Regions from separate parts of the Hordeum vulgare genome. Here region 2 is linked to region 1. A link is a contact called in public Hi-C data. All regions are on one chromosome and are shown on one strand. Each heading gives the region's core, a stretch centred on a gene start, on an enhancer-like site or on the middle of the called end of the contact. The rest is flanking DNA. Distances are from core to core; before and after follow the strand shown. Region 1 holds the start of LOC123449393 (cyclin-D5-3-like). Region 2 overlaps LOC123449394 (calcium-transporting ATPase 2, plasma membrane-type-like).

Region 1 (5,917 bases), core at 583-3,082:
CCCGGGTTGATAACCCAAGAGATCTAGCCTTGGTGATGGCGCCTCAGGTTGGTGGTTATACCCTCACAAAGTTCATCGTGGATGGAGGAAGCAACATCAACATCTTATATTACGACACATTCCGGCGGATGAACCTTCACGATAACAGTTTGCAAACTTCTGCCATGGTTTTTTATGGCATTATTCCTGGAAAATCAGCTTACCTAGTAGGGCGGATTAAGCTCAATGCCGCTTTTTGGGGACGAACATAACTGCAGATGTGAACCCATAATGTTTGATGTGGTCAAGATAAAAATCCCTTACAGGTTGTCGTATGGTTTTCTTATCTTCAATATTTTCATCAAGACAAAGCATTGGAGGTCGACTCAACGACATATGGGTGTTTTATTCCCAATATTCCATTACATAGGACACTGACGAGCAAGACGATTGTCAAGACGACTCAAAGAAATCAGGATTTTCAAGGAGCCACTTCATTGAAGTAAGTCGGCCAAGGATCAAGTCGGTCCCTTAACATATTTATTATTCTTATTTCAGAGCTTATCATGAATAAATTCAAGCTAACCTCGGGGGCTAATGTCGGGGATATACCCCACGGTTTGACCCGGTCAGAAGGTTTGACCTGGCCAGGAGGTATGACTCGACCCATACAGCTGGCGGCTCATGGGTCACCCCGCTTGCTGGATCGACTTGGACGACGAGGCCCAAGGCCCGGCGTGCAAGCCGGCAAAGGCGGGTCATGGAGAGGCCTCGAAGGCGGCTCACGGAGAAGGTCCAAGAAGAGGAAGAATTCCCTCCGATGAGAAACAAGACCTCGATTATGATTCAAGAGAAACTAGCCCCACTCCTAGTAGGACTCTATGCAAGCCTACCCCTTAAACCTATGTAAGGAGGGGCAGGCCACCCCAAGAGGGACAAGTTAAGTTAGGTCTATACAAGACAAATCATTAGATAGACAGATTAGAAACCCTCGAGACTAGAGGTAGCGATTCCGCACCCTTGTAATCGAAATCATCATCTTCATCAATGAAACACAAGCAGGACGTATGCTTTTACCTCCATCGGAAGGGCCGAACCTGGGTAAACTCGCGTCTCTCGATTCCGTCCAACCCCTCTCAAGTCGTCAAATAGTTGCGATGGCCTCACACCTAAGTTCTCTTACGAGAACATCTGCCGTGATAAAAACCTCGATACATGGGATGGAAAGCGCGGGAGGGGTGGGTGGGGTTTTTTGGTGAGCTGGTGGGGTCAGACGCGGGCTTGGGTGTTGTCCGGACGCCCGTAAAGCCTCCATGTTTGTCTTCGGTTTGCGCAAGAAAATATTTCTGAACCGTTCGTCAGACCAATACAAGCACGCCGGGTGATCCGGAGGTATGCGAACGGTTTGTGGATCACCGTTGAAAATGTCATTATATGCGTATATGGAGGGAGTAGTGAGTATATCTACGATAAATATGCATCCTTTAATAAATTTAATATGCATTTAATAACAGTACTAAAAAACCAAGATACAGATACACACAACCTCATGCAGGTAAAAATGCAGAGATACGCTCCGCAAAAAGCCGGCGCCACAAACGTCATGTGTTAAAGCTGGTATAAATACGAGCCTTCTCGCAGGATCGCCCCTCAGGAATACGAGGTACAGTTCATATACATGCAGCCATGCTCACGTAGGCTCGAGATCCGGTCACAAAGAGCACTTAACGGCGATCATCAGTATGCTGCACGTAGACCATGCGTGGTACGTAGATTAGATACACCCCGCACCCGCAGCCGGGCAAAGCAGAGTCCGTCCCGCAGGACCAGCGGACCACGCCCGCCATTCGTCGTCTGGTGCTAAACCCTTTCCCGTCTCTCCGCCACCACTGGCGCGAAACCCCGCACGCATCCGTCCATCCCTCCCTTCCCACAGCCCACGCGCCACGCCACCTACGCCTCAACCTCCCATCCATCTCTCTCTCTCTCTCTCTCTCTCTCTCCAATCCGTCTCTCTAACTGCAGATTCGGTTCCCCTTTCGCCGGGCGCGGGCGCGGGCGCGGGCGGGCGGCGAGGGAGGAATCCTTTTCTCATTTCTGTTCCAACTCATCCGCCGCACCGCGTGCCTCCTTTCCCCCCGCCCCGCTGCTTCCGCCACCGCCAGATCCTCTTCTTTCCTCGCTCTTTCCTTCCTTTTTCCCCGCGCATGCACGGGGACGGCCTCTTGTGATTGATTCACGCCCGCCGCCACGCCGCCAATGGGGGACGCGTCCACCTCCGCCGCCACGCCCACCTCCACGCTCATCTGCCTCGAGGATGGCAACGACCTCTTCCTCGACGACGACGACTATAGCCCCGCCGACGGCTTGGCAGCCGACGACGGTCTCCTGCTCCTCGACCGCGACGACGAGTACGTCGCGCTCATGCTCTCCAAGGAGGGCGCCGCCGCCGGCGGCGGCACGTGGGGCGACGAGCTGGACGAGTGGACCAAGGCCGCGCGCGCCGTGTGCGTCGACTGGATTGTCAAGGTGCTTCTTCGCGCCTTCTTTTCCCACACGAAATTTGTTGCTCAAAATCGGATCTTTGTTCAATGGTTTCCATATGCGTGCTTGTTGGCAGACGAACGCGAGGTTCCTCTTCAGCGGGAAGACGGCGTACGTCGCGGTGACGTACCTCGATCGGTTCTTGGCGCAGCGGCGAGTCGATGTAATTAAAACAATCAATCACCCTGCGCCGCCATTGCCTTCCTCCTCTGTTCTGCTCTGTTCTGTCCTGTTCTGCCGTCGAGTGTTCGATGTAATGCCTGACTTCCGCATTGCCGTTTTTGGGGATCCAGAGGGGGAAGGAGTGGGCCCTGCAGCTCCTCTCGGTGGCCTGCCTCTCGCTGGCGGCCAAGGTGGAGGAGCACCGGGTGCCGCGGCTGCCGGAGTTCCGGCCGGACGAGTACGACTTCGACAGCGCCTCCATCCTGCGCATGGAGCTCCTCGTCCTCGGCACGCTCAACTGGCAGATGATCGCCGGCACCCCGTTCCCCTACCTGAGCTGCTTCGCGGCCAGGTTCCGGCACGACGAGCGCAAGGCCATCGTCCTGCGCGCCGTCAAGTGCATCTTCGCCTCCATCAAAGGTCAGACCATTCCCCCTGCTCCCGTTCTTCCATCCCATTTTCCCGTCGGATCGGATCATAAAAAGATCCCATCATGTGTGTGTGTGTGTGCAGCGATGAGCTCGGTGGAGTACCAGCCGTCGACCATGGCGCTGGCGTCCATCCTCGTCGCGCGCGGCGGCGGCGGCGGGGAGGGGACGGCCCCGAGCCTAGACGAGGAGCTCAAGGCGATCCTGGGCACATCATGGCAGCAATTACACACCGTAAGCCCCCATCATAATAGCCCCGCCGTTTTTGGAAATCTGTTGGTGAAAAGGGGCAATGATGAGTAAATGCTCGTCTCCGTGGCAGGGGCATGTGTATTCCTGCTACAGCGTGATGATTCAAGAGGAGGACAGGTCCATGCAGTCGAGCAGGGAGGTGGCCTCCTCCGGCGTCTCCGCCGCCGCCCACGTCGGGAGCCCGGACACCTCCGTCGCCATGGCCATGGCCGCCAACGACAATAACGCCATTGCCATTGCCACCACCTCGGCGGCGGCAGTCACCGACAATAAGAGGAAGAGGCTGCATTCGCCTCAGCGCCAGTAGGCAGCAGGAGGAGCTGGAGCTGGAGTTCAGCTCGCACTCTGGCTGCTGCTAATTGCTCTCAGCCCCCTAGCCTTAGCCTTTTTTTCATTAGCTTGATTGAGCAGCGTTTTTTTTTGTCTCAGAGGTAGGGTGTGGCTAAATAGGGGGGCAGGACTTGATTCTTGTGATTGTGCAATTATTACAGCTGATTGGTAAGTTAGGATTGGAAAGATTTCGGTTTTCAGGAGATCTTTCCCATCGGCTTAAAAGGGCAGTGTAAAGAGGAAAGAGAGAAAGGCCAAGTAGCAGCAGCAGTAGCACCCAGCCGGCTCAAAGTGAGGTGAAAAGAAAAGAGAATGAGTGCAAAGCCTAGGTATGATATGAGTGGGGCACCATTTTTTCTTCTTCCCTTGTGTATGTGTGTGCGAGCTAGCTGGCTGGACCTATCCTCTCGTCCTCTTTTGGTCACTCCATCGGTGACAAATAATAATACAGTGATAGTTAAGCAGATATTCATTCATGTGATGATAGTCACACTGGCCAATTGCAACCACCCGACCCCTTGTCGGCCCCACGCGACTTCGAGGAACCCTAGCTGCCGGGCCGCCAGCCCCTCCCTCTTCCTCCTTCCCCCTCGTCGTTGCTGGAGGATGCGGCCAAGCTAAGCCCGTGCCGCGGACGGCGGCGGTGGGGCGCTTGCTGCACCGCGGCTTCATTCCCTCGATGGTGGGAGGCACTCATTCTTTGGCTCGACGGCCCAGTCGTGTCGACTCCGCGGTGCGTCGGCGCTCGATCTTGCGCTTCCAGGTCCGGCCGACGCGGGTGAGGTGGGATGGCGGCCCTCCTAGCCATGCTCGTGGCGGCGGCATGACGGCTTCGTCGGTCCTGCAGATGTGGTGTTCCGGTGGCTTCTCTGCGGACGACCTTGGTGTTGTGTCGGCGGCCCCGATGTGCAGCGACGGTGGCTATCGGTGCAGATCTGGTTTCGACCGACGCGGATGCGGAGGGGTGGCGACTCTCTTTGTTGGGGAACGCGACAAAAAAAAAATCCGACCTACGAGCACGCCCAGAATCACTATGGAGACTGCATACAAGGTTCGATCTTTTCGTTACCGACTTGTAGCGCAGCGGAAGTAGAGTCGATGACGATCGGTGCTGCAGATCCCCGTAGCTAGGATTTACAACCTCCCAACCGCGAGGATGTACTCCCTCGTCTGCCCCTCTGACAGCCCTCCTGGAGGCGGTCTGACAGTCCCTCAGACGCTCTCTTGGACAACCCTTCGGGAGGACCATCGAAAACCGAACGATCACTCGGACAACACTTCGGGAGGACCCTCGAAACTCGGACAACCCTTCGGGAGGCACTCATGAACTAAGACCGAAACTACGATCTCTCTACAAAGTTGCACACATACGGTGTCATCTATCCGGCAGGGTTTCGCCGTCGAGAACTAGTTCCTGTCGGAACCCACACAACCTTTTGGCTCTACGGAACTATTTCACTCGGAGGGAGAGAGAAAGCCAGATCATGCATGGCATGTGTATGTGAGAAAGAGTGAGTGTGGAGAGTGCATCTCCACCTCTATTTATAGGAAAACTCAAGGGGTGGGGTGGCACTTGAAATACCCAAAAGCCCCATAAAAGTGGTCGTTCACTAGGGCACAAAGGGAAAGCAAGTGGGGCAAGTGAGGCTCCATGGTGGAGCCCACCTTGGCCGGCCACCCCTCCGAGGGCTCCCCAAATGGGTGCCCTTATCCTTCCATGTCATCCCCTCAAGATATTTTGTGGAATGTCAACTTCCAACCATAACCATAAATACATTTTCACTATTCACGAAACCAATTTTTCGTGAGTGATAAATCCGAAAATATTTCTATGGGCCTCATCACTGGACGTCCTAGAATAATTCCAGTACCCAATAAAACAATCCTCGACATGTTCCGAAACATTTTTAGATCAGTGATTTTCATTTGTGAAAAGCAACCAAAGCTGTTCCGGCAGTCCGAAACATTTCCAGGTTTTGTCTGTGAAAAACCTCATAAGTTACCAAAACAATTCTGGTACCCTCAAATAATTTCCAGACGCGTGCCACAACCAATTTGACTTAATGGTTTACCCCGAAACAACTTTTCGGTTTTATCAAACTCTTCCGGTGTTCTTTCTCCGAAACTCTTTCGTTATCCCCGAAACATTTCCAGTGATTTTCTCTCATACTCCCTGTCTAGTGTTCAACACATAAATGGCCCTTAAGTGTGTGACCCTGTAG
Region 2 (6,290 bases), core at 2,290-4,789, 150 kb after region 1:
TAGGGATAAAGATTGGATACAAGAGATTATCTATGGTTTGGGATGAGAGGGTGTTGGTGAAGATGTTGATGGAAATGGGTCCTCCCATGAAGGAGGAAGCGTTGGTGATAACAATGGCTTTGATTTCCCCCTCCTGAATGGAAATTTCCCCTGGATCGCTCCACCGGAGAGCAAAAGTGCTCTTGCCCAGGTTTCGCCTCGAGATGGCGGCGCTTTTTCCGAAAATAAATCTTATGATTTTTTCTAGGGCCAATGGCATCATATAGGAGAAGATGGACTTCAAAGGGCTGCCACGGGGCCACAAGCTCAGGTGGCGCAACCTGGGGGTAAGGTGCGCCCCTCGGGCTTGTGCCCACTTCAAAATAATTCTCTATTAATTTCTAGGTCATTTGGAGTCCATAAAATATCCAGCTCTTCTATAGCCCTTTCCGGTCCAGAATTTGAGTTGCCGGTGATTTCCCTCTTTGTATAAATCTTGCAAAATAATAGAGAAAAGTTATAAGGGTTGCATCATGTGAAATAATGACTTAAAACATTATAAATATCAACAGGAAAACATGATGCAAAATGGATGTAGTAGTGCCGCTCGCGTCACATCCATGGTGTCAACACTTGTTCATTGTCGGAGAGGCATTATTATATGAGAGGGGAAGAATATGTACCACATTTGAAAGCACATTCACTCCCTTGGTAGTTTTGGTAATTCATGCCAACATACGTATTGTTGGACTAATTTTTTCCTTAAGTATATTTCAGGAAAAGTTGAACGTAGGAAAGTGTTTGGAATGAGAAGCGGACCCTTCAAGCTAATAAGGAACGATGTTGACAAAGCTTCAAGACTCTACATTTTTGTTTTAGTGATGCACGATCACACTGAGTCCACGGGGAAACCTATGCTATTAAAAGGGGGGGTGGTTTTGATCATGGTCTAACTGCTCAAGTGCTTAGAGAAATTCTCCAAAATCCTTAGTCACACTCTCACATTCATCTATGTCCAAAACCCTAAAATCAATCTCAGTCCCACTGTAACACATCTAGTCGTACCCACCAAGATACACTTGACATAGCCATTGCCTAAACTATAGCATATTGGTCTCATCGAGTTGGCCCTTCCGTCCCACTGAAGAGCACTTGCCAACCTTCTGTTACCTGCTGACTTCACTTCGGAATTTCCGAGTGGTTTCAATCAATGAAACCGAAGTGCGGAAAGTTCTTAAGTCGGAATCAGTTAGTCCCACTTAGGCGTTTCATCCACTCTCACCGAAAAGCCTAAAGTTCAAACCTTTTGTACTAGTCGGCCTCTTTGAGTGTATCACCCGATCCCACGAGTAGTGCATAAAGGTGTGTAACAAATGGATTTTGGTGTTGCCTATATATACCCGCACCCATTCCACCAACTCCCATAGAGCAACCAGTTCGAAGCTCAAACTTCTCATATACATGTTTTGAGAGAGAACCACCTACCCTTGTGTTGAGATCAAGAGCATTCCACTCCAACCAATGATCTTTGATCTCTAGCCTCTCCAAGTTGCTTTCCACTCAAATCCCTTTCCTACCACATAGCCAAAATATGTGAGAGATTTTTGACTGCTAAGGAGACTATCTTTCGAAGCACAACATCAAGGAGTTCATCATCAACAGCAACATATTTTAACTTTTGAAGAGTGGTGCCTTCTAGATTGGTTAGTTGTCACTTGGGAGCCTCCAAGCTTGTGGAGTTGAACCAAGGGATCTGTAAGGGCAAAGAGATAGCTTACTTCATGAAGATCAACTCGAGTGGCTAGTCCTTCGTGGATGTAACCCAGGATGACATATACAAGGTTGCTTCTTCGTGGCCCCTTCATGGGGGAGACCTTCATGGACTTGTGCAACGGTTACCCTTCGTGGGTTGAAGTCTCCATCACGTGGACATATGATAGCACCACACCACCACCTATCGGTACCACGACAAAATCATCGTGTCTTCATTGCGTTTGATCTTCTCCAAACTCTACCATCACTTTCTTGCACTTGCATGTATTTTACATTCTCTACCCATAATCTAGATATGCATGTGTAGATTGTATTGCTTGCCACTTAACTTGTGTTAAAATATGCCTAAGTACCAAAAAATTTAAACTGCACTTTTTGCCTTGTTAGTGTCTATTCACTCCCTCTAGACCTACCCTTTAGATCCCACAACATTCAAACGAGATGCCCGTTCGTCCATCTGCTGCCATTAAACAGGAATGTCGATCGAGAAACTAACTTCAGTCCCCCGCACATGGACCCACCCAGACGTCTGGCCTTACCGGCATCCACTATTTAAAGGTGGACACTCCCCACTCAAACCTCATGACAGTACGTCCGCTCCGTACCCTCTTCTCGTGCACCACATCCGCATGATCGCGAGCTGGAACACATTGTAGGAGAGCACGTCGACAGAGCAAAAGCTCGAGGTGGCCATACTCGCGGTCTCTTGGCAGAGCCGTCGTGCTAGGCGGATAGAGGCCGACATGCTGGCCAGCTCCATGGAGGTGTGCGATGACGACCCCATGACGGAGATGGGCTCCGACGACCACTCGGCGCTTGCGCCCACGCCGGTCCATGTCGGCTTCAAGGTCGTCATGACGAAGGAGGAGTCGTGGCTATGTCAGCGTTTCGGCAGGTATAGGAGAGCGGCGGTACAACCTCTTCCTCCTGGAACAACACTGGCTCGTGGAGGGCCAAATCTACGGCAAGTGCATGAGCAAGGATGTCATGGCAGCCAAGATCGTGGCGAACCTCAACTTCGTCGCCAAGCAGCGGGCGCTCTACGAGGCTGCACGCGCTCACGTCGTCGCTCGCAACCCAGTCATGGCGCAATCAATGCGGAGGCAGCGCTGGCGACGCATGCGATCATGGACGAGAACACCGCTAGTTGTTCATCCTATGCGCCACCAACGAATTCCCGTGGACGCCGGTGGGACGACGAGCATGCCGCCCCGTCCACGTCCATCGTGGACCTCACGTGCACTAGTGACGGACAGGTCGCGAACTCCGATGAAGAGTAGTGCATCCAATCCCAAGTGGGTCGGTCCGTCTCTCATGTCCTACTTAGCTGCACTTTCACTTCACAGGTCTCACCGCCGTCACTCATGGAAACGAGATGAACCCGACCAACACCGGAAACAAACAACAAGGACGATGGAGGACAGACAACACCGTAGGCTAGGTTTAGGCCCGATTGTTTTTTTAGTGAAAATGTCAAAAATATAATGAACGTGCTCCGGTTTATATGGAAAATCATCCGATTTGCATTAATTTCGCCCTGTTTGTTGAAATCTAGTTTGAAATGCATTTCATCGATCCGCGGATGGATACAGTGTTTGGTTTGGGGTCAGCTTTGGAGACGCTGTGACGCTGTTGGAATTTTATCCCAAGTGGATGCTGCTTCTTGCCTCGTGCATGTGCAGCGGTAGGAGTTGTTGTAGTACAGCAGTGGTAACATACAATGCTTGCCTTGACTGGTCAAAAACATTTGGTACGGGCACCGGGTGACAGCAGTGATGGAAGCAAGCTGCCTGTGTGTCAATCGCCTGTGATGTGGAGACCAAAAGAAGCTAACTGCCAAAGCCCATGCTGCTCACATTCAATGCTGATGGGGGCATCTGGATCGCAACATATCCCTTGTCAAAGTGGTGTTTTCCTTGGCAACTTCCAAAGAATCACGCTTTAGTGATAGTCACACCGGACAAGAAGAATGATTGAAATCTTATCAATTTTTTGGCTAAATTTCTGGGATTGGACGCTGAAATGCGCAAAGATGGAAAAGGGGAAACCTTATACACAAGCCAATCCAAACATCATGTCGAATCAAACAGATCTCTCCAGTACTTTAGGTTGGTGCAAGGCTGCAAGCTTATCATACAATTTCAAGTTTCAACACTCCAAGGAAAATAACATGAAAAAAGAAACTACAAGGGGTCTATTAAACACTTCTGAAGAATCAAGCCCACAGTCTTGGCTCGTCCTCTAAAGATCAAATGCAAAAGAAAAAAGAAGGCCATAGATTCACCTAGATAAAACGGATTAATAGCAGAAAGAACAGTTTCTTATGCTCACAACAGCGCCCGAACTGCATTGGCGTCATCAGCCCTTAGTCCTATTACCTGACTTCAGTTCCTGACCGGAAATTAGTTGTCGTCTCCTACTGAGAACCCACCGGGATAAGCTTGACTATCGCAGCGATAGGCATGCCTATGAAACCGATGACAATGCAGGAGAACCACTCCTTGAGTGACAGAGGAGTGGTGTTTGCGAAATCGCCAAGGAACTGTACTATGATGATCTGGAATATGACCGTGCTGCCGAGCACAGCGACGAACACGTTGTTGTTTAGAATGCCTTTGAATACATTTATCCTCTCCATCTCTCTGGAGCTCACCTCGTTGAACACCTGCATAACGAAAACTTCACTTCATTTTCGCACACTATCACCGAGAAAAAGTATTATATTTCTTTCTCTCATTCAAAATTATTATTTGGTGATGAAGTTGCCAGACTTGTTGCCTTGTTAAGTGTTCATACTTTGCCATGTTATAATAGCGACAGAACAGCATTATAGTTCTATTAATAAGGATGCATTAATAAGACTTTTTGAAATTAAATGAATGCAACAGAAACTTCAAAATTACCTGGCAGAATACAAAGCAATTGAAGATGAGAGTGTTCAAGACTAGATCGGAATTGTCACCCTTAATTGCAAACAGTGTCTTTCCTTCAGTCTGCAGATACCAAATTACAAAGAACTGGTAGATTGCCTGTCCCATAATGTTCCTCCACATAATGTTGCTGATGAAGTTTCCTTTCCTTCCAACAGGAGTCCTCTTCATCAGTTCGTCGTTTGGAGGTTCTGTGGCCAATGCCAATGCTCCTAGTGTGTCCATGATCATATTGACCCAGAGCAACTGAACAGCAGTAAGGGGAGCACTCCCTGAATTGACAAATAGAAGTATGAAAAACAGTGAAATATATGTCACAAAATAAACTACGAAAGTAAAGGTTTGCTGCATTAATATAGTAATTTGCAGGTGTAGGTTATCTTAATACTGTTACATCTCAACTTATGAGTTAAAAACTTGAAAGGAAAAAACATGTAGCAATCAGGAATTGTTTTTCATTTAATATACTCCCTCCGTCCGGAAATACTTGTCCTAAAAATGAATAAAATGAATGTATCTATAACTAAAATAAGTCTAGATACATTCATTTGTAGGACAAGTATTTCCGGACGGAGGGAGTATATAATTGGAGCATGAAGCAGCACTAAAGGTAACATACGAAATGACTGGTTTAGACTTCAACTATAGAATATTATTTGAACTTTTACGAAATCAAGCTGATGGAGTAAAACCCCTCCCTTAAATCAAATTAACTGATTTAGAGTTCAGTTATTGAAGGTTATTCACATTTTACAGAACCAGCCTATCCCTTTTCTTTACAGGTTATTAGTGCCAGCTTAAATGAGCGCATCAAAGTTTCAGGTATACCTGTCAAGCAAGCTGACGAGAAGTTCACAACGAGGGCAACCACGTTGACTGTCAGTTGAAACTGCACAAACTTCTGAATGTTGATGTACACAGATCGACCCCATTTGGCAACTGTGACTATCGTGGAGAAATTGTCATCAAGAATGATGACATCGGCACTCTCTTTCGCAACCTTCAAACAAATACCAAAATAAGGCATACTGTAACTAAATAAGGAATGGATTGAGTGGATAAGTAATTGACTGTGCAAATCATGAGGTACAAGGCTTTATAGATGCTGCAGTGCCGTTTAAGAATGATAGATCAAAAACATGCTGACACACTATAGGTAGCAATTACATTGGGAGACACTTAATGAGTCATAGCTAGTTATGTCAAAGAATTTTAAAGTATCTTATATATTAAATTGACATGACTATTTTTTCCCATACAAGAAACAATATTAATGAATTTTGCTCTGTGAAGTTACCTCAGTTCCAGCAATGCCCATCGCAAGTCCAATATCAGCCTCGTGAAGTGCGGGTGCATCATTTGTCCCGTCACCAGTCACCGCAACAACTTCTTCATGTGTAGTCCGGAGATTCTTCACTAAGGTGTGCTTGTCAAGTGGTGAAGACCTAGCCATTACCTGATACATACAACAACAGTACGTTGACAAATGAAATCCAGAAACAATAGGCAAGATAATGGCAATAGCAGTAAACATACCTGTATCTTCGGTATCAATTCGTACATTTCTTCTGCACTTTTAATTCTAAAATCTGGGCCTTCAATGGCAAG

Evidence for each region. Hi-C and Micro-C count contacts between places; a contact is called where the count stands out from the background.
Region 2: a Hi-C map of leaf shows a contact between it and region 1, with 5 times the contacts expected there. The contact joins the enhancer-like site here to the promoter of LOC123449393 in region 1. A contact is called at or near these places in 1 of 6 Hi-C or Micro-C datasets (leaf) and 1 of 1 datasets of contacts at active chromatin or transcription factors (embryo).

What each region holds. Positions count from the first base shown.
Region 1 is chr4H:543,680,276-543,686,192 of MorexV3_pseudomolecules_assembly, forward strand. It overlaps LOC123449393 (cyclin-D5-3-like), which reads left to right and starts at 1,833. Exons shown (of 5, transcript XM_045126604.1): 1 at 1,833-2,508; 2 at 2,600-2,686; 3 at 2,817-3,105; 4 at 3,199-3,347; 5 at 3,436-4,163. The coding sequence starts at 2,239. The coding sequence ends at 3,672.
Region 2 is chr4H:543,832,877-543,839,166 of MorexV3_pseudomolecules_assembly, forward strand. LOC123449394 (calcium-transporting ATPase 2, plasma membrane-type-like) reads right to left here. Exons shown (of 7, transcript XM_045126605.1): 3 at 6,219-6,290; 4 at 5,980-6,138; 5 at 5,511-5,682; 6 at 4,656-4,954; 7 at 3,830-4,417. The coding sequence ends at 4,169. Among protein-coding and RNA genes, the nearest start is that of LOC123449394, 6.8 kb to the right of the region's middle. Within about 2 kb of position 3,540, at least 2 of the 3 cell types and tissues checked have open chromatin away from gene starts, as enhancers often do. A contact at or near this core is called in leaf, where this site is marked.